2 separate regions of the Mus musculus genome follow, and region 2 is linked to region 1. Evidence: chromatin contacts called from public HiChIP or PLAC-seq data. All regions are on one chromosome and are shown on one strand. Each heading gives the region's core, a stretch centred on a gene start, on an enhancer-like site or on the middle of the called end of the contact. The rest is flanking DNA. Distances are from core to core; before and after follow the strand shown.

The links. HiChIP or PLAC-seq counts read pairs in DNA pulled down with a chosen protein or histone mark.
Region 2: an H3K4me3 HiChIP or PLAC-seq map of embryonic stem cells shows a contact between it and region 1, with 14 read pairs. The contact joins the promoter of Taf3 here to the enhancer-like site in region 1. A contact is called at or near these places in 1 of 39 promoter capture datasets (liver), 4 of 115 datasets of contacts at active chromatin or transcription factors (the SCID.adh cell line, bone marrow-derived macrophages, cardiomyocytes and 1 more) and 3 of 9 other capture datasets (adipose tissue, liver and pancreatic islet).

What each region holds. Positions count from the first base shown.
Region 1 is chr2:9,954,451-9,958,900 of GRCm38.p6, forward strand. The region is part of intron 2 of Taf3 (TATA-box binding protein associated factor 3); the gene reads right to left. Among named protein-coding and RNA genes, the nearest start is that of Gm31290, 40 kb to the left of the region's middle. Within about 2 kb of position 1,746, at least 98 of the 459 cell types and tissues checked have an H3K27ac peak or open chromatin away from gene starts, as enhancers often do. A contact at or near this core is called in embryonic stem cells, where this site is marked.
Region 2 is chr2:10,046,635-10,051,084 of GRCm38.p6, forward strand. It overlaps Taf3 (TATA-box binding protein associated factor 3), which reads right to left and starts at 1,975. Exons shown (of 7, transcript NM_027748.3): 1 at 1,601-1,975. The coding sequence starts at 1,766.

The DNA of each region.
Region 1 (4,450 bases), core at 496-2,995:
GACTTGGAGTCTAACACAAGCCCAAGGCCGTCGTTAACAGGAAGGCGAATGGAGAGTAATGATGATTTTTAGCTCTATCCCAGACACAAAGCTTGAGCAACACTTAGCCAGTGGTGTTGACTGAGCAGCTCAAAAATATGCTGAAGTTCCAAAAACCAGAGTGGGATATGAGAGGCTGTTGTTAATACTGAAACCACGGTTGAGGAGTGGGGTAAAATATGAAACGTGGATTCAGAATTCTGAGGAATAACGATGTAAAGATAAAGGGAACAATGAAACATGGAGGGTCAGGTGTCAAAGAGCTCAAGGGATCCGGGAGCTGTGATAAGAAAGTTTAGAGCCAGGGCCTAGCAAACACAGAAGTGGATGCTCACAGTCAGCTATTGGATGGATCACAGGGCCCCCAATGGAGGAGCTAGAGAAAGTATCCAAGGAGCTAAAGGGATCTGCAACCCTATAGGTGGAACAACATTATGAACTAACCAGTATCCCGGAGCTCAAGACTCTAGCTGCATATGTATCAGAAGATGGCCTAGTCGGCCATCACTGGAAAGAGAGGCCCATTGGTCGTGCAAACTTTATATGCCTCAGTACAGGGGAACGCCAGGGCCAAAAAGTGGGAGTGGGTGGGTAGGGGGGTGGGGGGAGGGTATGGGGGACTTTTGGGATAGAATTGGAAATGTAATTGAGGAAAATACGTAATAAAAGAAAATATTTAAAAAAAAAAAAAAAGAAAGTTTAGAGCAAGAGAGCTCAGTGGTAAAGGTGCTTGCCATCAAGACAGATAACCTGCGCCTGAGTCTTGGGGCCCACATGACTGAAGTAAAGAACTCATGTCACGGGTTTTCTTCTGGCTTCTTCATGCATATTGTGGAGCATACACACACACACACACACACACACACACACACACACACACACTAAACAAATGAAAACAATGTAAAGGTTTTTGGTTTTAACAAATGGAAGCCTAGTGGACAAAGTCATTGCTCAGAGATCCGTGAGAATGAAAGCTGACAGACGCTGGGCTTCAAATGCATCAGGTGAATAGGTGAGATGATGAAAGTGACAGACAGCGCTTTATAAACAGTCACAACATGGAGCTTCACCAACTACTGCTACCATTGCCTGACAATGCCACCACCACCTCTCCAGTGGCCAGTAGACACACGGAGTCATTTCAGACCATTTCTTTGTCCATTTTCCCTCCTACCTCAACTTGTGAGTACATCCCCTGTGGGTTCAACTGGTCACACACGCAAAAAAGATAGCCTAGAGCTGGGCGTGGTGGTACACGCCCTTAATCCCAGGACTCAAGCAGCAGAGGCAGCCAGATCTCTGAGTTCAAGGTCAGCCTGGTCTACAAAGTGAGCTCCAGCACAGCTAGGGAACACAGAGAAACCCTGACATAATGAGAACACAGAGGAACTTTTCATTCTGCCAAATAGTTTCCCATGTGTGCTGACACAGTAGGGTCTTAATTGTCCCTAAGAACTCCATGTTAGGGGATGGCCTCAACTTCCTATTTTAGGAGGTGGTGGGAGCGTCATGAAGCAGGGCCCATGGCAGGTTTTTAAGTCCTGGAGGGGTGCTCTCTAAAGGAAATGTGGACTCTTATGTGTCTGTATTTTCTGCTTTTGTTTCGTGGGTCATGAGGTCAGCAGGTCTGCTCTGCTATGTGCTCCCAGCATGACTGCTCTGCCACAGGCTGAAAGCAACAGAGTCAACCAATCCAGAGAAACCTCTAATGTGAGCAAAACGAAGCCTGTCTTTTCTGTTCCTTACGGAAGCATTTGTTACAGTGACTGACTAACACATCTGGAATGCTTTTGCAGCAGCATTACAGGAGGAAATAATAGGAAACAATATGGATGACTGGGCACAAAGTCTCTTAAATTACACAAAAGGAAAACACAAACAACAGCAAAGTCCACCTTTTTAAAATCACAAATGTTGAAGAGGGCAGGACAGTACAAACTTCACTGTGATTTTCCTTCGTTGACAACATAAATAATCACCAGTCCCTACATTACTCTGAGGAATAATGAAAAAAACATGCTGCCCTACCAAACCTCTCAAACAAAAACTAAACACGGCAGTGAGGTCTGAACACACCATAAGGATTTGGGGATGTTAATTCTAAGCTATAATAAATATTGACTTAGAACAAAATATCGTTTTAACTAGAACAGTAAATGCCTTTAAAGAAACACTGTAATCTAAAAAGCTAGTAGACATTAGGAAGAAGAGGAAATTGTTTGCACATGGCATGAAAGCTTTTTATCTCATTAACTGCACAGATGCATGCAACTCTTAACTTCAGTGGCGTGTTCTCAAACTAGGCAGAAAACACACTTCTATTTTTAAACTTTAACTAACAGGACAATAAAGTGCCACTCACATATATTCCCCCCAAATTAAATACATTGAAAGCTACATTACTTGTGTGGAAACTTTTTAAATTTTAGATTGGTTCTTGTTAGGTTGCCTAGGCTGGTCTCAAACTGGTAATCTTCTGCCTTAGTCTTCTAAGTTATGGCATTAAGGGGTATGCTGATCTTACCTTTATCAGTAAAATTATTATTTCCTTTTTCCCCAGTGAAGCTACCTTCACATTTGTTGGGGTCTTAGATGCACTTATCTTCACAAATTCCTACAAGTGACTCAATGATGCATTATCTGCTGCTGTGTGTCACCATACATAGTACTGTGCTAGACTTGGGCACAAGACCTGACGAGCAAACCCCAGTCTCCCACCTTCAGAATCACCTGTATCCTTGTAGACAGTTCTTGGTGTGGCACAGCAGAGATCTGAACAAGGGACATGCAGAGGTCGGAAGGGAGTGGACATGGAAATGCTAATTAGAAATGGAACCGTGCTGAAACTGCAGCTGGGTTTTTTCCCCATGGCCACAACTGAACCCAGCAGAGCCCATTTAATGTCCCCAAGACCCAGCGCAGCAGGTCCTGATCCTAGGTAGGCCACTGAAAACCCAGACTGGTACTTAGAACTGCAGATACTTCATTTTGGCTTTGGAGAAAGGCCATGACTTTAAACTGTTCCTGCCAAAATATCTAAGGACAAAGAAGCTAAGAAAAGCTGTGAGCCTACTTTGGGGGCCAAGAGGATGAGAAGATGGCACACAACTGAAACAATCTGACGGACAGTGATGGTTAAATGGGTTTGGAACACACGGTGTTGCTGGAAGATCAGGCTCAGGGGAGGTACTGCTGCAGGGAAGGAGCCTGGGACAGCAAGAGCAAGACAGACACTGGGAGCCTGGGGGGTAGAGGGGACAAGAGGTGCAGTGACAGCCAAACTGACTAATCCATCTCAACAGTTTATCCTTTAGCCTGAGGCTAAACAGTTTTAATTGTGACATATAATATTTTTTAAACTGTCCTGTTTGCAATTGAATCAAAATCAGAACCCTTTTAACACTCAATATGTACAAGTGGGCATGTATTTTTAAAAATAAACCTACTTACTTGAAAATATTACTAATGAAGACAATTAGGCAATGACAATTCATAGAGTACAGCCAATCAATGACAGGATAAATTAGCAATAGTGAAGATGTGCTATAAATACCTACACACACTGACATGTAAAAAAGCCCCATTCCACTAACATTCTGCACAATAAGAAACTAAAATGCGATATAAGCAAGCCAACCTGAAATGACACCTAGCATTATAAATGGCCTAATCTATATGTTAATACTGTTGTATCACATAACTGCAGCAAGACCAAGATAACAATATGACTTTGGGGTTTCTATGGCTACATCCTGGCTAACGGGCCTGAAAGCGCTGGCTGCTGACACCACACAGGCTTTCCGAGGACTTCTTTTTGGTTATTTATGATATGATTTATGATAACGACAACATCTCCTATTTTCTTTCCTCCTCAGATACAATAAATTGCTATCGTTAATCACCCTTCTCTGTTCAGCTAGGATTACAATAGCATAATAGGCCCAGCTATGGTAATATTGTGGATTTTTTTTTACAAGAAATAAATACAAGTAGATCTCTTCAGACAATGTCAGTATCTCTAATATTTTAATCATCTTCCTTTAAGTCTTTCAGAATAAATTTTGCTACAACTAAGATCCCATATACAGAATGTAAGCCCTTGATGTGAATCAAGCACCCCATCTCCACTCACTGCCGTCACAATTTACTTAAACTTGTCACACAGGAAGGCTGCCCACAGGGCACAGTTTCTCCAAGACAAAAAATGGCAGTTGTTTCTTCTGGATTCATAGAGCCTATTTAATGGCTGTTCCTCAGCCCAACAAGACCAATTAGCTATTCATCTATCAGAAAGCAAAGTAGTGGAGAAAGAATAACCATCTTGCAGTCACAACAGACATGGGTTAAAGTCTTTGCCCATTGCTGGCTGTGTGGCCTCCTCATCTTTCTGAACTACTTCCTTTTCTGACAA
Region 2 (4,450 bases), core at 725-3,224, 92 kb after region 1:
CTTTTGTGGACTACCCATTAATTTACTAGCCAACTGTTTCCTATTTGGAACAACCCTAGGGTGACACAAATCAGGATGCTCCAATCAGTTAGCACAGTAGGTACTAGAGTAATACAAATACAATCAAGGGTGCTCCAATCAGCACATTAGGTACTTACGCAGAATATGAATATAATCAATTTATCTTCTGGGTCAGGGTACACATATACACAAACAATTACAAAATAAGATAAATAGGATCTGATTTGTTGGGGTTTCATTATTTTGTTAGGAATGGCATTTGGAGTCTTGAAGGTATGGCGAATCTATAGGCCCTCACTTTAAAAGTAGGAACCACTGTAGCAGAACAAATTACTCTATAAAACACTTCATTTAGTTATCCAACTTGCCACCTTAAACGTCATATCTTGGAATTTAAATGAACGTTATAATCCCCGCCCCCCCCCACACACACACACACTCATACATCAGTAAAAATCACACATCTATAAAATGATCTGTACCTTCTACAAATCATTAAATACCACCGGGTAAAGACACTACTGGGCATTCACTTAAAAGTCAATACACTGTCCCCAGATTCTATGTCTCAAGTTCCTCCCGTGGGGCTGGCTTCTAGTTGTGGGGACATCCCATAAGTAGTTTCAAGAGGGAAACTGGGTATTACTTGGCCACCAGGATTCAGCCCTAGTTTCAACTGCAGTCCTCCATGTGGGACCGTCCCCACTCTCCTAGAACACACCTGAAAGGGCTGGAGCCCTGAAGAGGGGCAACACGGAGGACTGTGCTATCTTTACTCACTCCCAAAACATACACAGGAGCCTTTAATCTCATTAAAGAGACATGAACCAGAAAAAAAAAAGTTAATACATACTGCGACACTGAGTACCCGGAAAACCTCCCAAATTACCGAGTGATGCTTCCCATCACACTTAGATCAACACTAACAGAAGAGCATAGAGGAAGGACGCCGTGCGTAACTGAGATGCTTATTGAAAGGTATTCAGCGAAATCGACAAAACCTGCCTTGAAAAGTAGTAGGCGAAGTCTGTGAAACGAACAGATAGAGAGGGGAGAAAAAAAAAAAAAAAAGGCAGCGACCCTGACTGAGCGGAGCTGTCAACGAGTCTATTTGGGAGCTCAGGAATGGCCAGCCTTGTAAGAAACGGCCGGTAGACGGAGCGCCTGTGACAACTAGTTGTAGTAGTTTGCGAGCAAGGGAGGCAAAAGACCAAGGTGAGCGAGGTGGAGAGCATTCTGGGGGTGGCTCTGGCCGCAGCCGACCCGAGACAATGAGAGAGACCGAAGCACTGGTCCAGGAGCAGCATCGGTGAGAGGGTGTGTGGCTGCGAGCCGGGACCCCGCTTCCCTGCCGGTGGCGGGAAGTTAGCGGATGAGGAAGAGGCACCTAAGGGATGACTGGAGTTCGCAGGAGACGGTGGAAGCCCCCCAGACGGTCGGAGTCTGAGAGGATCCCCATGTCGAAGCCGGCTTCGGAACGCCACCCCTGCAGGGGATGCCCAAAGGGGTCCGGAGGGGCAAAGGTGTCACTCGTGACCGGCTTGGGGCAGCCCTCCCGCAACCCAGCCCCAGTACTCACAGAGTTCAGAGTACCGATGGCAGCCCCGGCCCAGCTGCTGCAGATAGCGCTGCAGGACGTCGGTGAGGAGGTGGCAGGCGCTGAGCTGCACCGAGTCCCAGCCCAGCGCCTGGCAGATCTGCGCCACCGAGACCCTCAACAACGACCTAGAGTAACTCTCGCACATCCCGCTGCGTGGACGCCACCGCAGCCCTTCGCTGCCACTGCTCTCCAGCCCTGCCGCCTCGCCTCAGCAGAGCCCCCGATTCATTCTCTGGGGGCCCCGCGGCGGGGAAATCGTCCCCCCTCCGACCCGGAGCGACCACCTCAAAGCCTCAGCAGCACGGAGCGCGCCAGCCTGAGAGCCGCCATTTTGGACTCGCTCCGCCTCCCGCTGGACGGCCGCCGGGGCGAGGCAGTACGAGCAGAAGGCCGAGAGATAGGCGGCCCAGGCTCCGCCCAGTGGGAGGAGAGCGATCGTCTCGGGATCGACTCTAGAGCCTGGACGCCGGCCGGAAGCCGAGTGACTGGGCGCAGGTGGAGTCTGCGCCTCCCTGACAACAGGTGCCGGTGTCTTTCTCTCCCCGCTGATGGAAAAGTAAGAGGTGACCCTCGGTGTGTTCAGGGGCAAACCAGGGAGGCAGTGGAATGTTAAGGACTTAACATCGATAATGTTGATAGAGATTCAAGTGTGAAACTAGAGAATTGGGAATATAAGCTACTCCGCAGAACGCGGATTCGATTGTTTTCCTTTACTTAAATCTAAAAAAGTAAAAACGAAATTAAAAGATGAAAGATAGTATTCAGAATGAAATAGTGGCCACTTGGGAGGTTTGAGTGAAATCCAAGATGTTCACTCAGGAGGCTGAGGCAATCATAAGCTAGAGGCCAACTAGAGTCACCGAAAAACCGAAAAAGACTCCGGCTCTAAAAAAAACAATCAGAGCTAATAAACTCATGTTGTTCATTGTGTCGTTCAATGCTCTTCATAATATGGCTGGTTTTAAGGAAAAATGCCTACGTGTTCAATTAGTGGGAACTGCCCCCCTCTTCCCCAGTAGTGAGCAAGATATTATTTTAGTGCAGTTTATAGCTAGTTCTAGTTTGCGTCTTACTAGTCACAATACGTAGTCTATCCAAGACGTGGAGAATGCAGTTCCCTACAGAGGTCGAATACTCTGTAAATCCTTGAGACTGGTTTTGTCCAGAGAATGCTTGCTTGCCTTTCCCAGGGCTTCTTCCAGCCCTAGTTGCATTTTGCCTGACGGTAACAGAAACTGTGATGAGATGATAAATAGGTTTGGTTGAAATAGTGGGTTGTCCCGTCCGTCCATCCCGTCGTCCGCCCCCGCCCGCCCCCCCCCCCCCGTGAGTCTCAATCTTGTTATGTTGCAACATCTGCCCTTAGACTTTTGGGACTGAAGTGAGCCTCCACAGTAACTGGCACTTTGGGCAACTGCTGGTAGACCCTGATTAATAATCCCAGTGCTGGGCAGGCAGAGGGAGGCAGATACCTGAGTTCAAGGCCAGCCTGGTCTACAGAGCTAGTTACAGAACAGGAAAAAAAGTTTCAAATTAAAGCCAAACCAATCCCAGTGACTACTGAGTTAAACCAAACCTACTTCGGCTATATTTAACTACTCCATTTCTTAGTTGTGCCTGCCATATCTACCATTGACTATTCAGTATATAAGTTTATGTGCCCTCTCCAATAAATTGTTTCTAGGCAGCTGTGATGGCTAGTCTCAGTTGTCAACTTTAGTACATCTGGAATCAACTAAACCCCAAATGACTGGGCACACTTGCGAGAGATTTCTTTTCTTAATTAAATCTCTTGTAGTGGAAAGACACACTTCTAGTCTGGGTCTTTGACGTGGGACTATCCATCTTTAATCTGGCCCACATCTTCTGCTGGCAGCTTATATAAAACACATAAAAGAAGGAAGCTTGCTTTCTCTTCGCCTGCTTGCCTTCACTCCAGCTCACAAGTGCATTCTGTCACGGGAAGTAGAGGCTACTTCTTTGGGATTCCAGAGTATACTGAAGATCAGCTGAGACATCTAGCCTCTTGGACTAAACAACTTCTGAATTCTTGGACCTTGTTTGTAGGCAGCCATTGTTGGGTTAACTGGACCATAGCCTATAAGTCATTGTAATAAATCCCCTTCTTAAAGTCTTGAGAGCCCAATAAATCTGAAACCATGTTAGTTTTGACAAATGGCAGTCTGGAGAGAAGCATCGACACTCAGTCCATTGGGAGTTCTGTGCCCAAGTGTCAGGAGCCTGTTTGATGCAAAATCACAAGGATACTTTTCATCTCGTCTCGGGCCTTAATTGAACATTTTTAATTTTTTTGTTGTTTTTTTCCAGACAGTGTTTCTGTGGAGCTCTGGCTGTCCTAGAACTCTAGAGCAGGCAGGCCTCAAACTCAAATATCTGCCTCCTTCTGCCTCCCAAGTTCTGAGACTAAAGGTGTGTGTCACTGTGCCTAGCTCATTTTTAGAACTGTTTCATAACATTGAACATTTCCTTAATTTGAAACTCATACCTTGGATTCCCTTCCCCTACTACCTCTTTATTTGCCTGAGTGTAGTGGAAAAAATTCAAAACTACAGAAAAGCTGAAACAAACAAGATTCATGGATTATTAACATTTTGCCACATTTACTATATATGGAAATATTTTAATTAACTTATACTCACCTTTTCCAAGAACAGCTTGAAAATAAGCTGCAAACCTCATGCCACTTAAGTCTGAAAAGCTGAGCATTTATCCTCCGAAACCAGCACCGTTCCCTGTGTAACCATATGTATGACCATATGGCCACGACTCTGGTTTCCCAGGAAGCTAAGTGTGGGATGGAGGGAACTC